2 separate regions of the Mus musculus genome follow, and region 2 is linked to region 1. Evidence: chromatin contacts called from public HiChIP or PLAC-seq data. All regions are on one chromosome and are shown on one strand. The core of a region is the stretch at or near the end of the contact, and the rest is flanking DNA. Distances in the headings are between cores, read along the strand shown. Region 1 holds the start of 1700096K18Rik (RIKEN cDNA 1700096K18 gene). Region 2 overlaps Actr3b (ARP3 actin-related protein 3B).

Region 1 (5,532 bases), core at 2,737-5,236:
TCTCGTGAAACAATGTCTAAGGTTTTACACTCTAGTCCAAGCTAGCTCAGAACCAGATATGGATCCTAGACTGACTCTGCCTCTTGAGTTCTAGGATCACACAGGCCCTATTTCTAGCTTTTCGTATTTGAGATAAATGAAAGGAGTATCTTTTATTTTTATTGATTCTTTGTGAATCATGGACCCCAGCTCCACTCTTGTTGTTGTTGTTGTTCAAGACAGGGTTTTTCTGTGTAACCCTGGCTGTTTTGGAACTCACTTTGTAGACCAGGCTGGCCTAGAACTCAGAAATCCTCCTGCCTCTGCCTCCCAAGTGCTGGGATTAAAGGCGTGCGCCACCCCTGCCCAGCAAGCTCCACTCATCTTTATGTCCCTCGGTATCTGCCCTCGGCCCTTGCAATCTCTCCTGAAAAAAAAAAAAAATCTTGTAGTAGAAGCCTTGGGTGTCACACCCTTTTGTTCAAACAGCTTCACCAGCAAATGTTCCTTGTAGTGAGTCAGAGGTCTGGTTCGAGGCCCCAGGCTACACTATCAGTGCTAGATCCTTATCAGGACTCCTCTCAGATATCCTGCTGTTGCCCCTTGTCATGGAAATCCTACAGTTTCTGCAGGTTGTAGTCCATTCACTAGCTCCAGTAGTTCACAGAAGGAGTAGATGTTGGGGTGGGGATCTTTTGTTTTTTGTTTTGTTTTGTTTTGGTTTTTTTTTTTTGAGACTGGGTTTCTCTGTGTAGCTAACCAACCCCCACCCCCCCTTCACCCCCCCACCCCCCTCCACCCCCCCACCCCCCCTCCCCGCTGTCACGGAAACTTACTCTGTAGACCAGGCTGGCCTGGAACTCAGAAATCCGCCTGCCTCTGCCTCCCGAGTGCTGGTATTAAAGGCGTGCGCCACCCAAAGCCCCTGGATCTGGGTGGGTGTTAGTTGAGTTGGTCAGCTTGCCAATTCTCCTGCTTTGCCCAGGGGGAAAAAAAAAAAAAAAAAAAGGGAGGGGGGGAAGGGCAGCTCCCTTGCCTGCAGCCGGCTTCAAGGGACAGGGCTAGCTTTCCAGAACGCTATCTCTCAGGCCTGACTCCCCAGCACACCACCAGCGCCAGCTCTACCAGCTCTCAAGGGAGGTGCTGCCTAGGCAAGAGGGCTGCCCTCCCTCCTGCAGCAGCTGGCAAGGGGGTGGGAGGCAGCTCTTCCTTGCTCACACCAAGTAGTTTTTCTTACGTGATTGGCCAGTTTTAAAATGACACACTGCATTAAAACGTTTAAGAAAAATAAGCTGTGCCTAGTGGCATAGGCCTTTATCTCAGCAATACAGAAGTCTGAGGCCAGAGGAGTCTCTAAAACTTGAGGCCAGCCTAGGATACATACTGAATTCAAGGCCATCATTGGGTATCTGAGACCCTATCTCAGAAATAAAACAAAAGGACTGTGCTGGAGAAGGCCCGGAGGGGCTCTGCGTTCTGGAGTGGCGCTGCTTGGGCCAGCTGCTTGCTGGGTGAGGGCTGCTGGTGTTACATTTGAGGAAAACTGCGACAGGATATGTTTGGCACTTCCCCCGACGGGATCCCAGCTGCCATGAGTGCTGCCCAGGAGTCTCATATGCATGCACGAGGTGAAGCGTTCAGCTTCCCCCGGCGGTAATCTTGTACCTAGCAATTGGGAGGCAGCAGACTTGGGCAATGAAGAAAGAAAACAAGAGTTCTTGAGACTTATGGGTGCAGAAAAGAACACACTGGTCATCTTGTTATAGGAGATCACAAATTAACATCTCACTTCTGATCAGGGGAAGAAGGCAAGAAAAGTCATGAAGAGCTGGAGAGAGTACCAGCAGAGCATGGACAGCAAGTTGTCAGAAGTTTAACATGACTTCCTATTGTAATACCTATGGGATAAGTCATAAGTTGTAATACCAATGGGATAAGTCCATGACAGGAGTTCATACTCATGTTTTTGACACTGTTGACTTTGCTTATTGCTAATATCAAGGTGTATTTTTTTTTTGTTGAAGGAAGAAAACCTTTGTAGTTGTATAGTCTGCTTAATATTAACTGACAGTAAAGAATGACCAGCGCACTGCGCATGGGCAAGTTCTGGGTTCTATTCCCAAGGAGATGGAAGAATTAAACAGCCTTCAATGGGAAAAGACTTCAAAATCTTGGAAATTAAAAACAAAAGGGAGGTGTGGCCAGGAGGCTGTCTCCTGGGTTAAGAGTGCTTGCTGCTTCTTCCAAGGACCCAAGATCACTTCCCAGTACCAAAAGCTGGCGTACAACCTTTTGGAATTAACCCAAGCTCCAGGGATCCACGACTTTCTTCTGGCCTCAGTGGACAGTTACATATAGGTAATGTAAAAACAGAGACGTGCTGGGCGTGGTGGCGCACGCCTTTAATCCCAGCACTTGGGAGGCAGAGGCAGGTGGATTTCTGAGTTCGAGGCCAGCCTGGTCTACAAAGTGAGTTCCAGGACAGCTAGGGCTATACAGAGAAACCCTGTCTCGAAAAACCAAAAAAAAAAAAAAAAAAAAAAAAAAAACCAGAGACGTATAAAGACAATTTTTAATGCTGGTGGCAGTGTTGTACACCTTTAATCCCAGGAATAGAGGGGCAGAGGAATCTCTGAAATTTCAGTCAATGTGATCTATACAGGTGAGTTCCAGGCTATCTAAGGATACATGAGACCCTGTCACAGGGTGGAAATGCGTTCCATTCCTAGGTAAAAGAATAGCATGCCCACAAGTTGTCCTCTAACCTTAATGCTCTCACAGAAAAATAAAATCATACACAAACATTTTTATATATTTAAAGGCAAAGAATTCTTAACCAAATTGACTAAAGATAGGAACAGTAATTCCCTCTGGAAAATTAGCTGGCTGTAAAAAATGAGTTATAATGAAAAGACAATAACCTCACTATAAAGGCCTGTCTTGAATTTTAATTTTTTACAAGATTGGACTTCCAGTTCCTAGTAATGTACATGGTAATAAACATGAAGAAGCATTATTCAAATGTAAATGCTAATTGTTTTTATGTTTAATTTAAGCACTATTTTTTTTTTGTTTGTTTTGGTTTTTTTGAGACAGGGTTTCTCTTTTAACCATGGCTGTCCTGGAACTCACTCTGTAGACCAGGATGGCCTCAAGCACTATTTTTTTAACCAGACTTAAAATTAATAGAAGCGAAAGAATCTTCAGAGTGGGAGGGGCTTCAAGAAAGAACGACAAAAAGGCTATACAGGCTATTTTAAATGTACAAAATTTATATCTGTGTATACTGCAAATAATGTGCCTTCCAAAAAGGCTAAAATGTAAAGGCAAAACAAATTATTTCACTGATGAACCACTCATTTGGTAATGTCTTTCTTTACATTTGGGTTTTTTTTTTTAAAAATCTAGAGATACTGAATAGAAGTATTCACAAAATATCCATTGGTTAGAGTACGGTGTTCGAACGAAAATGAAAGGTTTGTAACCGGTCGTTTCGCTGTAGTACTGTAAGAAAGCTTTTAAATAATTAGTGCAGAATTCCAGCGTAGTATTGCAACCCAGCGTCTGTGGCCATGTCACCTTTAAGTGTGTGCAGTTTGGAAGAGCAGAGTTAGTTGGGTATTGTTAAAACAGCGTCGTTGTGTCGTGCGGGGACGTTCTCATCTTCTGAATGAGCGAGAGGGAGAAGGGCCCCGCCGTGGTCCCCTAAGCAGTGAGGCTCTGGGCGAATAATCGCACGGGATGCTGCGTGACAGTGGCTGGACGCCCGCGCCATTGTGAGGTCGGCGGCGCGGATCCGAACCTGTATTACTTCTCGGTGAGGCGGACTTGCGGGCCCTTGGACCGAGGTCAGCTCCGAGTGGAGAACAGGTAACTCAGGGGCCGGATCCCTCCGCGACAAGTAGTGCGCTGTGCGCTTTCCCGAGCCCACGGCGGGCGCCGGAGATCGCGGACCTGGCTCCCGGAGGATCGGCGGGCACTGGCCCGAAGGCTAGGAGACCTTCGGCAGCCCGAAGGCTGGAGCGGGCCGGCGAACGGCAGGTGTCCGCCCCGCCCCCACCCCCGCGGGCAGGAAGAGGAAGCGGTGCGGCCCGGCCCCGGGGCCACCCGCAGGGCCTCGCGGGGCGGGGGCGCCGGAGCTACAAGAAGCGCGTGACCTAGTTCGTCCCGAAGTGGACTTGACAGGTTGTCATCGCGGCTCCCCGCCCCCACTGTCTTCCGGGTCTGGCTCCTCCCCCACCCTCGAGCTCCCACTGGCCTCGCCCAAGCTGTACTCCCTGCCATTGGCTTCAAACCAGGGGCCACGCCCCAACCCAGCTCGCCCTGCCATTGGCCACGCGTCCCAGGCCGCTCTCCCAGTCATTGGCTTCGTCCCAGAGGCCCCGCCCCCAGTCTTGCTGGTCCTCGGGTTGGCCTTGCAGCGCCCCTCTTTCGGCTCGTCCTCCTATTGGCCCCTCGCGCCAGGCGCCTTGCCTCCTATGGTCCGCGGTGGATTCCAGCTGGTCACTGTTGAGTTTGTTCCCGTGGGCATTCCGGTTTCTGTCGGCTTCCCTCCCTCTTTGCTGCGTTTCTTCCTGCTTTCTTTGGGTCTGGGAGCCCGGGCCTCGATACCTGGTCCCGGTCCCAAACTCAATGTAGCAGCGATCTACATTTGCCTCTGTACCCCGCCGCACCCCGCCCCTTTCAACTCCTTCTTCCCCAGCCCCCACGCACACCGCCTTCATTCCCTCACACCTCTCCTTAAATTCGGCTGAGTGGAACAGACTTCATTTCGAAATCAGGGAGAGGGGTTAAGTGATAAACGTCAATATCAATATTAGCTGGTTTTGGTTCCAGAAAGGAACTGGACGGCCCAGATCATTCAAACATTTTGTTGTTGATGGTGGTGGGGGTAGTGCTTTTCTTTGGGTGTGTCTTAGGTTTGGAGGTTTCTTCAAACAGGATCTCACCTCTCCCTTTGTATCTCTGACTGGTTTGGAACTCGCTAGTTCCTTGGTACGGGGTTTGACTGCAGAAGCCAGAGAGGGCGGCCGCTGGGTTCCTGGAGCCGCTGGTTGTGGGCCACCTAACTTGGGGGCTCCTCTGCAGAAGGTTTCATCTCTCCACCCTGGGATTGAATTTTTTTAATTAATTTTCATTTTATGTGCATTGGTGTTTTGCCTGCCTGTATGTCTGTGTAAGGATGTTAGATTCCAGTCGGAGTTACAGTCGCAAGCTACCTTGTGGGTGCTCGGAATTGAACTAAAGTCCTCTGGAAGAGCCAGAGCTGTGAACCTGAGTCATCTTTGCAGTCCCAGGACTTAGTTCCTAAAGTGACCAAATTTGTTACTCCAAAAATAATAGGCTGCCTTTCCTGAGTAGCAGTCAAATTTCCATTGTTTATGCAATATTGACATTTAAAATTTACATGTGTACTTTCTATAATTGAGCTAGCTTTTTTAAATCGTTTTAGAGAATAGAAATAAGCTGGGCAGTGGTGGCTCATGCCTTTAATCTCAGCTCATGAGAGGCAGAGGCAGGCGCATTTCTTAGTTTGAGGCCAGCCTGGTCTAC
Region 2 (6,300 bases), core at 1,139-3,638, 270 kb before region 1:
TTTGATTTCAAGTTATGCATGTGTACCTGCATTTGTATGTAGGAATGTGCATGTGTGTTTGCAGATGCTCACAGAGTCCAGAAGAGGGCATAGGATTCCCTAGAGCTGGGCTTACAGGCAGCTACAGTAAACTGCCTAACATGAGTACTGGGATCTGAACTCAGATCCTTGCAAAGAGCAGTACACGCTCTCAGCTGCTGCAGTCCCCGAGAGTATGCTTATGTGGCTAGCAAGAACTAGTCCGAAAGTTTGATTTTAAAAATAAATTTACACACAATAAAACATAAAAACTGCTAAAGATAAATCTAACCAAAAAAGCATGTGGAAGAAGTTAAAGAAGATAAAACTTTTCTGAAAAACTCACAAGACATGAATGAACAATGGCAACACCTGAACTGCCTTCATGAACAGGAAATGAAGACTCAATTCTTATTCATGAATATCAAATTAAATGTAAAAATCCTAAATTAGCTCATAAAAAGAGTATCTCAAATCAATACCTCCTATTAGTTTTTTATAATTATCTAACTGATTCTAAAATTTACAGTCTAAAGGAAAAGCCAAATCATTCCAAAAAAAGGAAGGAAGGAAGGAAGGAAGGAAGGGAGGGAGGGAGGGAGGGAGGGAGGGAGGGAGGGAGGGAGGGAGGGAAAACATCAAACCCACTAGAGAAAACTGTATAACACAAAATGGGGTTCAAACTGCATTCCTGGAGCAGAGACAGGTAAACACATCAATGAAGAAAATAAAGACCAAATGTTCCTAAGCATGAGCAGGCATGGTGGCTCACATCTGTAATCCCAGCACGCTGGAGGCTGAGGCAGAAGATTGACAGTTCTGAGCTATTTGGTAAAATCCTGTCTCCAGAACAATATTACCAAGCATAAATGTGACCACGGTGTGACAGAAAAAGGAGTGTCAAATGGGAGTGCACTTGTTGATCACTGGTGCGGAGCAGTGGGGAACTGGCCTAGACTTAGAAATAAAATCAGCTAGCTATCTTTCACACGTATTCAAAACTTAACTCAGAAAATACACAATTCCTTTGGAATTGGAGTGCACTTTAAAAAATAGCAACATTATGAGCTGAAAAATATTGCAATGTTTGACTCTATCAAAATCTAAAATTTCACACTTTAAAAATGTCACAGTGCACTAGGAATGTAGCTCAGTGGTTAGTACACACAAACATCACAAAGATAAACAAATAGTCACAAAAATAGGAATAATAGCTGTAACAAATCAGTACATGATGCCTAGTGTCCCCACAACACAAAACTTACCAAAAATGCAATTTTAAAAATGGAAAAAAGCATGAACAGCTAAGGAATGGTGCTCAGGTTTACCACTAAGCACAGAAATCAAATTCTAAAAGCCAGGTAACTTTACATTCGCTGGAGTTGCCAGTAGGCAGAGACCAAAACTGGATTCCTGAGAAGCCGGCAGCAGAGCAGCCACACAACCAGAGCAGCTTGGATCCCTGCTCGGGCAGGTGAGCAAGGGCACCCGTTCTGTAAAATAGAAAAACTGGAAAATATTTGTGTTGCTAAAATGTTAGCTGGATGTAATAACCTATGTCTGCAATCCCAGCACGGGGAGGCTGAAGCAAGAGGAGTCTACAAAAGGAGACGAAGTTTTATAGTCTCACTAGACTTGGCTTCAGAACTGCATACATTAGCAGTTATAGAAACTAAAGACAACACTGAAGAGGTTTTTTTAAGATAATGTTGAAACGTTGAACAAAATTGCTTTTAAAATTCACAGCACAGTGGACCTTTATACATAGGACATAACGATGAAACATAACACTAGAATCTAGGCAGAAAATATCCACCAGAGGAAGGAACAGGAAGGAGGGGCTGAGACTGAGCCCGAAAGGTGTCATCACAGACAGCTGTCATCTGAGAACCTCACTTCAGGTGACAGCATAGCAAGCAAGTTCACTTACACCAACTAAAACATTCCAAAGCCTGTGTCCCGTCCAGGCCAGCGCTGGCCAGCACTTCCTTAAGGAGCACCTGACTGTATGTGTGCATTTGTGGGTGGGGTCCGGGAGCTTTCCTGTATTTTCTCTTGCATTTAATTAACCAAGCCAAAATATTAAGGCTATATTTAATTTCATTTAATTAGAAATAACAGGCCAGGAGTAAGGGTCCACATCTTTAATCTCGGCATCAGGAGAGCAGAGGCAGGTAAAGCTATGTGAGTTAGAGGCATGGAGAGGTCCAGGCCGGCCAGGGCTACACAGTAAGATCCAGCTCAAGAAAGAACAGCAGCAAATGCTACCTCAGGCCCCTCTGCTGGCAAGCCCTCATCCGAGAAGGCACCTAGTCTGAGCTGTTGGCAACTCCCCAGGATGCAGTGAGCACAGGGAACTCGCCCCCTCCACCCCGCCCTATTCACAGTGCTGTTCACTGCCCTCTCTCTTTACTGCTATGCTCACCCCACTCTCCTCAGCCTAAGCCTTGCACAACATCCTCAAAGCAAAAATAGGAAAAAAACAAAAAACAAAAAACCTTCAAACAATGAGGCCAAGACTACACAAAATCTTCAACAGACAGACACAAGTGAGGCCTGGACAGATTTACTGATAGTACAGTTCCAGTAGCCAGGCCCTGATGGAAGCCCTCAGGACCCTGTAAGCATTCCTGATGTCAAATTGAGGATCCCTAGGAAGACAATGCAGTCTATCACATGACTATTCCCCAGACCTCAATCCCATCTCCTGCCAGGCTGCATGGGGCTCAGCTTCCACCTCTCCATGTCCACATCCAGCCTGTAGCCCCTTGGATCACAGGCTTGCTTCAGCCCTGATGCCTGCCTGCCCTCCCTCCCTCCCTCCCTCCCTCCCTCCCTCCCTCCCTCCCTCCCTCCCTCTCTCCACTCTTCTTACCTATCCTCCCTTCTTCCTCTTTTTCTCTCTCCTGCACTATGGAATATGAGTCTGGTGCAAGCCAGGCCAGCTCCAGATCCATCTCTCCTGAAGCCACTTCAGCACACACATCCTCAAACCAGTCTTGTAAATGAGACCTCTGCAAACAGAAACCTCTCAGCACAAAAGCAAGCACTGGGTGAGTGAGTGGTCCAGGGTGACTGAGGCCTGCACCTACCTCAACACCCACACGTCTGCCCTAGCGTCTTCAACTGTGTTTCTGGCAAGGCTCTCCCATAAGAACTGCAGCCAACAGTACCGTGGTTTGGGGCTGGAGAGATGCCCAGTGGTTCAGAGCACACACCACTCTTGCAGAGGGTTTGAATTTGTCTCTCAGTATCCATCTCAGGTGGCTCAGCACTGCCTATAAATCCAGTTCCAAGGGACTCGATATCCTCTTCTGGACTGTGCAGGGCTCTGCACTCACGAGTGCACAAACCCACGTGCACACAAACACACACACATAAACTACAAAATAAAAAGATGAGGATGAAAGGATGGCTCTGTAATTGAGAAACCATCTGTAACTCCAGTCCCAGAGAATCCAATGCCCTCTTCTGACCTCTGCAGGCACCACACACACATGATGGATAGATATACATGCAGGCAAAACACCCCTATGTAGCAGAATTTTCCCTGTCCAATTATTTTAAATATTAATACAACAAGAAGCCTGGGATTGAACAGGGAAAGGGGAGGCAAAGCTAAGAGTTGCAAAGACAGGGAGTGACACAGGAGACGGGGAAAGATGGAAGATGAACGGGACAATTCAGATTCCATGAGGCTTTAAATAACCACAGGTAGCTATAATATCATATAGGGATAGAATAATTGGGGTAACTTGTCTAATCTAGGTGGGCAGCTTGTATCATCTATGGGTCTGAAATTATTGTGTGGCATCTTGTGAAGTGGGAATTTATTGATATATAAATCTGACTATTTAATTATAAGCTTCTAGAGTTTTGATTTACTTGGATACTGGAATTTGGGACCACCAACCACAGGGAGTGGATGGCTGAGAAGGTACCAGTGGCTCTGAGGTGGGAGAACTGGAGCTAGGAAGACCACCGCACAGAGGCTAGCCTAGAGGCAGGGAGACCTCGGGCAGAGAGTAGCTGCGTATAACTCGGGAACTTGCTGTTCCTATTTAATATTTTCCAAAACACCTATACACATAAAAATAAGTAAGTAAAATTTTAAACAGATTAAATATGTTTTTAACATTCCCATCCCTGACTCCCCATCTCTGACATCTTTATTCTCTTCTAGCTGTTGCCACTGCCGAGGTTCTCACTGCCCCAATCCGAGCGCTCGCCTGCCCTTTGACAGTGACTCCTGTTAATAAGGGGCTTCAATTCCCTCCGTGAATGAGGATAGGTTAAGTGGTGCAGCCCACCAAACGCTGCTGAGTTTCAGATGGCAGGAAAGCAAAGAGAACACTGTCAGTTCTTCCTAGATGAGGGACTTAACAAGGTTAAAAACCTAATCTCTGCTTTGAAAAAAAAAATGAGAAAGCCCAATTTGTCAACTCAGCATGCAAAACCACTCCTCCTAATGAAGTTCAGAGACTGATCACTATATAGATGTCAGAGGTCAGGGGCCTAACTAAGCCCCCACAGAATGGTGCCCAGCTTCCATTATCACTGGATTTGGAGGCAGGACTTTTATGAACATAGTGAATTTTCAAAGGTTGCAATGGCAGGGTTCTAATGCAATTAGAGTGGCAGCCTGATAGGAAGGGACACAAATTCTCTCATACTCACACATGCTCACATAGAGCAAAGGTGACATGAAGACACAATGGTAAAGAAGACAGCCCCGCCGAAAGTCTAGAAAAAGATGTTTGACCAGGCACCACCTTCAACTTGGACTCTGGACTTCTAGAACCATGCTACGGTTCTATTGACCAAGTCCCCTTGTCTGTTATTTGTTAGGCATCCTTATCAGACAACATTCCACTTTATGAATTTAAAATGAGGACACAGAAGACCAATAACACCCATCGCCAGGCATACCCCACATGTGGCACCTGCACACCCCAGGAAAGCAGAGATGCCACTCTCCTTCAGGCACGGAACTGAAGCTCTTGGCACAGATCTCCTCAAGGAATCTGGAGTGCACTTGTCTAGTGATCCAACCTTCACAGTAACCACATAAAGCATTTGACCTTGACCTGAATACAGTGTAACAAAGCTCTCCTTCTGAGCTGGGTCCTAGGACCTCAGCAGCAAAATATGGGTTTGCTCCCTTTTCCCTTGGGCAAACTGTCTCTGGGATTCAAACCAGAGAAGTCTACCTCTAAAACCCAACTAGTCCTCCAGAGAGATGCCCATGGGCAATAAAGAACACGTAGGGTGAGCTTGTGCCCAAGGCATGACACCTAAGTACACTACCCTAGGCTGATGAATAGTTAAAGAAACAGAACTCTTCTAAATGGCATGGGAAGGGTAACCATAGGCCTCTCTCATTGCCACAAACAAACAAACAAATGAACAAAAAGTGTTTCAACAGTGAGGACTGACACTCAGCCAGGCCATGAAACTGTTTCCTTATGATTACAGATCAGCCTTAAGGAACTAGAGAGACAGTTCCAGGCAGTTAGAACACTTAGAAAACAGTGAAAGGCCCCCTGGTAGCCTCCGGAGGTGAAACTAGAAAGCCAATGACAAAGAAAGGAGTTTGAAGGGCTCAAGAACAAGCATGCTGCTAATGAAGTCCAGGTGACAGTCACCTCCCATAGCAATGCTCAGAGTAAGCAGCCCTTCCCAGGAAGTGGGTGATGGTCTACAAGATGCCACTAAAACCATTATGACACCTGATACACAGAACCGGGCTGCTTTCAAAGCTGAGGGACACAAGCCTTGAGAACCCAAGGGAGAGCTTTACTTACATGACGGGATAATGAACTGTGGTTCAGTGTTGCCTGCGTAGCCAAGCTTGGTGTACCTAAAAGCACAAAGTCATCAACACAGGTTTAGACGGCAACGCTCCAGACCACACCCCACTCATGCTGTCATTATAAGCTCACCAAGCCTAGAATATTCCCTTGAAGTAAAAAACACACACAGAGAGAGAGAGAAAGAGAGAGAGAGAGAGAGAGAGAGAGAGAGAGAGAGAGAGACTGTGCTGCCTGAGAATCATTTGAAAGTAGTTGCAAAGTTTACAGTATTGGCTTGTTGGTCCAGAATAGAAGCATAAATAATTCTCGTGTCTATACCTCCGACCCCTGACTCTCAGCGAGCTGTCACATTCTTCTGACCTTCACAAGAACACAAAGAAGATACAGTTGTCCCAGTTTTGCAGACCTGAGAACTGGGGCACTGAAAAGCTAAGCTACCCAAACTAAAGAGCTGGTGAAATGCAGAAAA

What was found. HiChIP or PLAC-seq counts read pairs in DNA pulled down with a chosen protein or histone mark.
Region 2: an H3K4me3 HiChIP or PLAC-seq map of forebrain shows a contact between it and region 1, with 4 times the contacts expected there. The contact joins the enhancer-like site here to the promoter of 1700096K18Rik in region 1. A contact is called at or near these places in 2 of 39 promoter capture datasets (3T3-L1-derived adipocytes and cranial neural crest), 2 of 484 Hi-C or Micro-C datasets (cortical neurons and ventral hippocampal neurons) and 6 of 115 datasets of contacts at active chromatin or transcription factors (the 230-238 cell line, astrocytes, craniofacial prominence and 3 more).

Annotation. Positions count from the first base shown.
Region 1 is chr5:25,528,472-25,534,003 of GRCm38.p6, reverse strand. It overlaps 1700096K18Rik (RIKEN cDNA 1700096K18 gene), which reads right to left and starts at 3,986. Exons shown (of 1, transcript NR_027388.1): 1 at 2,538-3,986.
Region 2 is chr5:25,798,024-25,804,323 of GRCm38.p6, reverse strand. Actr3b (ARP3 actin-related protein 3B) reads right to left here. Exons shown (of 12, transcript NM_001004365.2): 2 at 5,823-5,878. Among named protein-coding and RNA genes, the nearest start is that of Gm42237, 29 kb to the right of the region's middle. Within about 2 kb of position 2,388, at least 16 of the 459 cell types and tissues checked have an H3K27ac peak or open chromatin away from gene starts, as enhancers often do. A contact at or near this core is called in cortical neurons and forebrain, where this site is marked.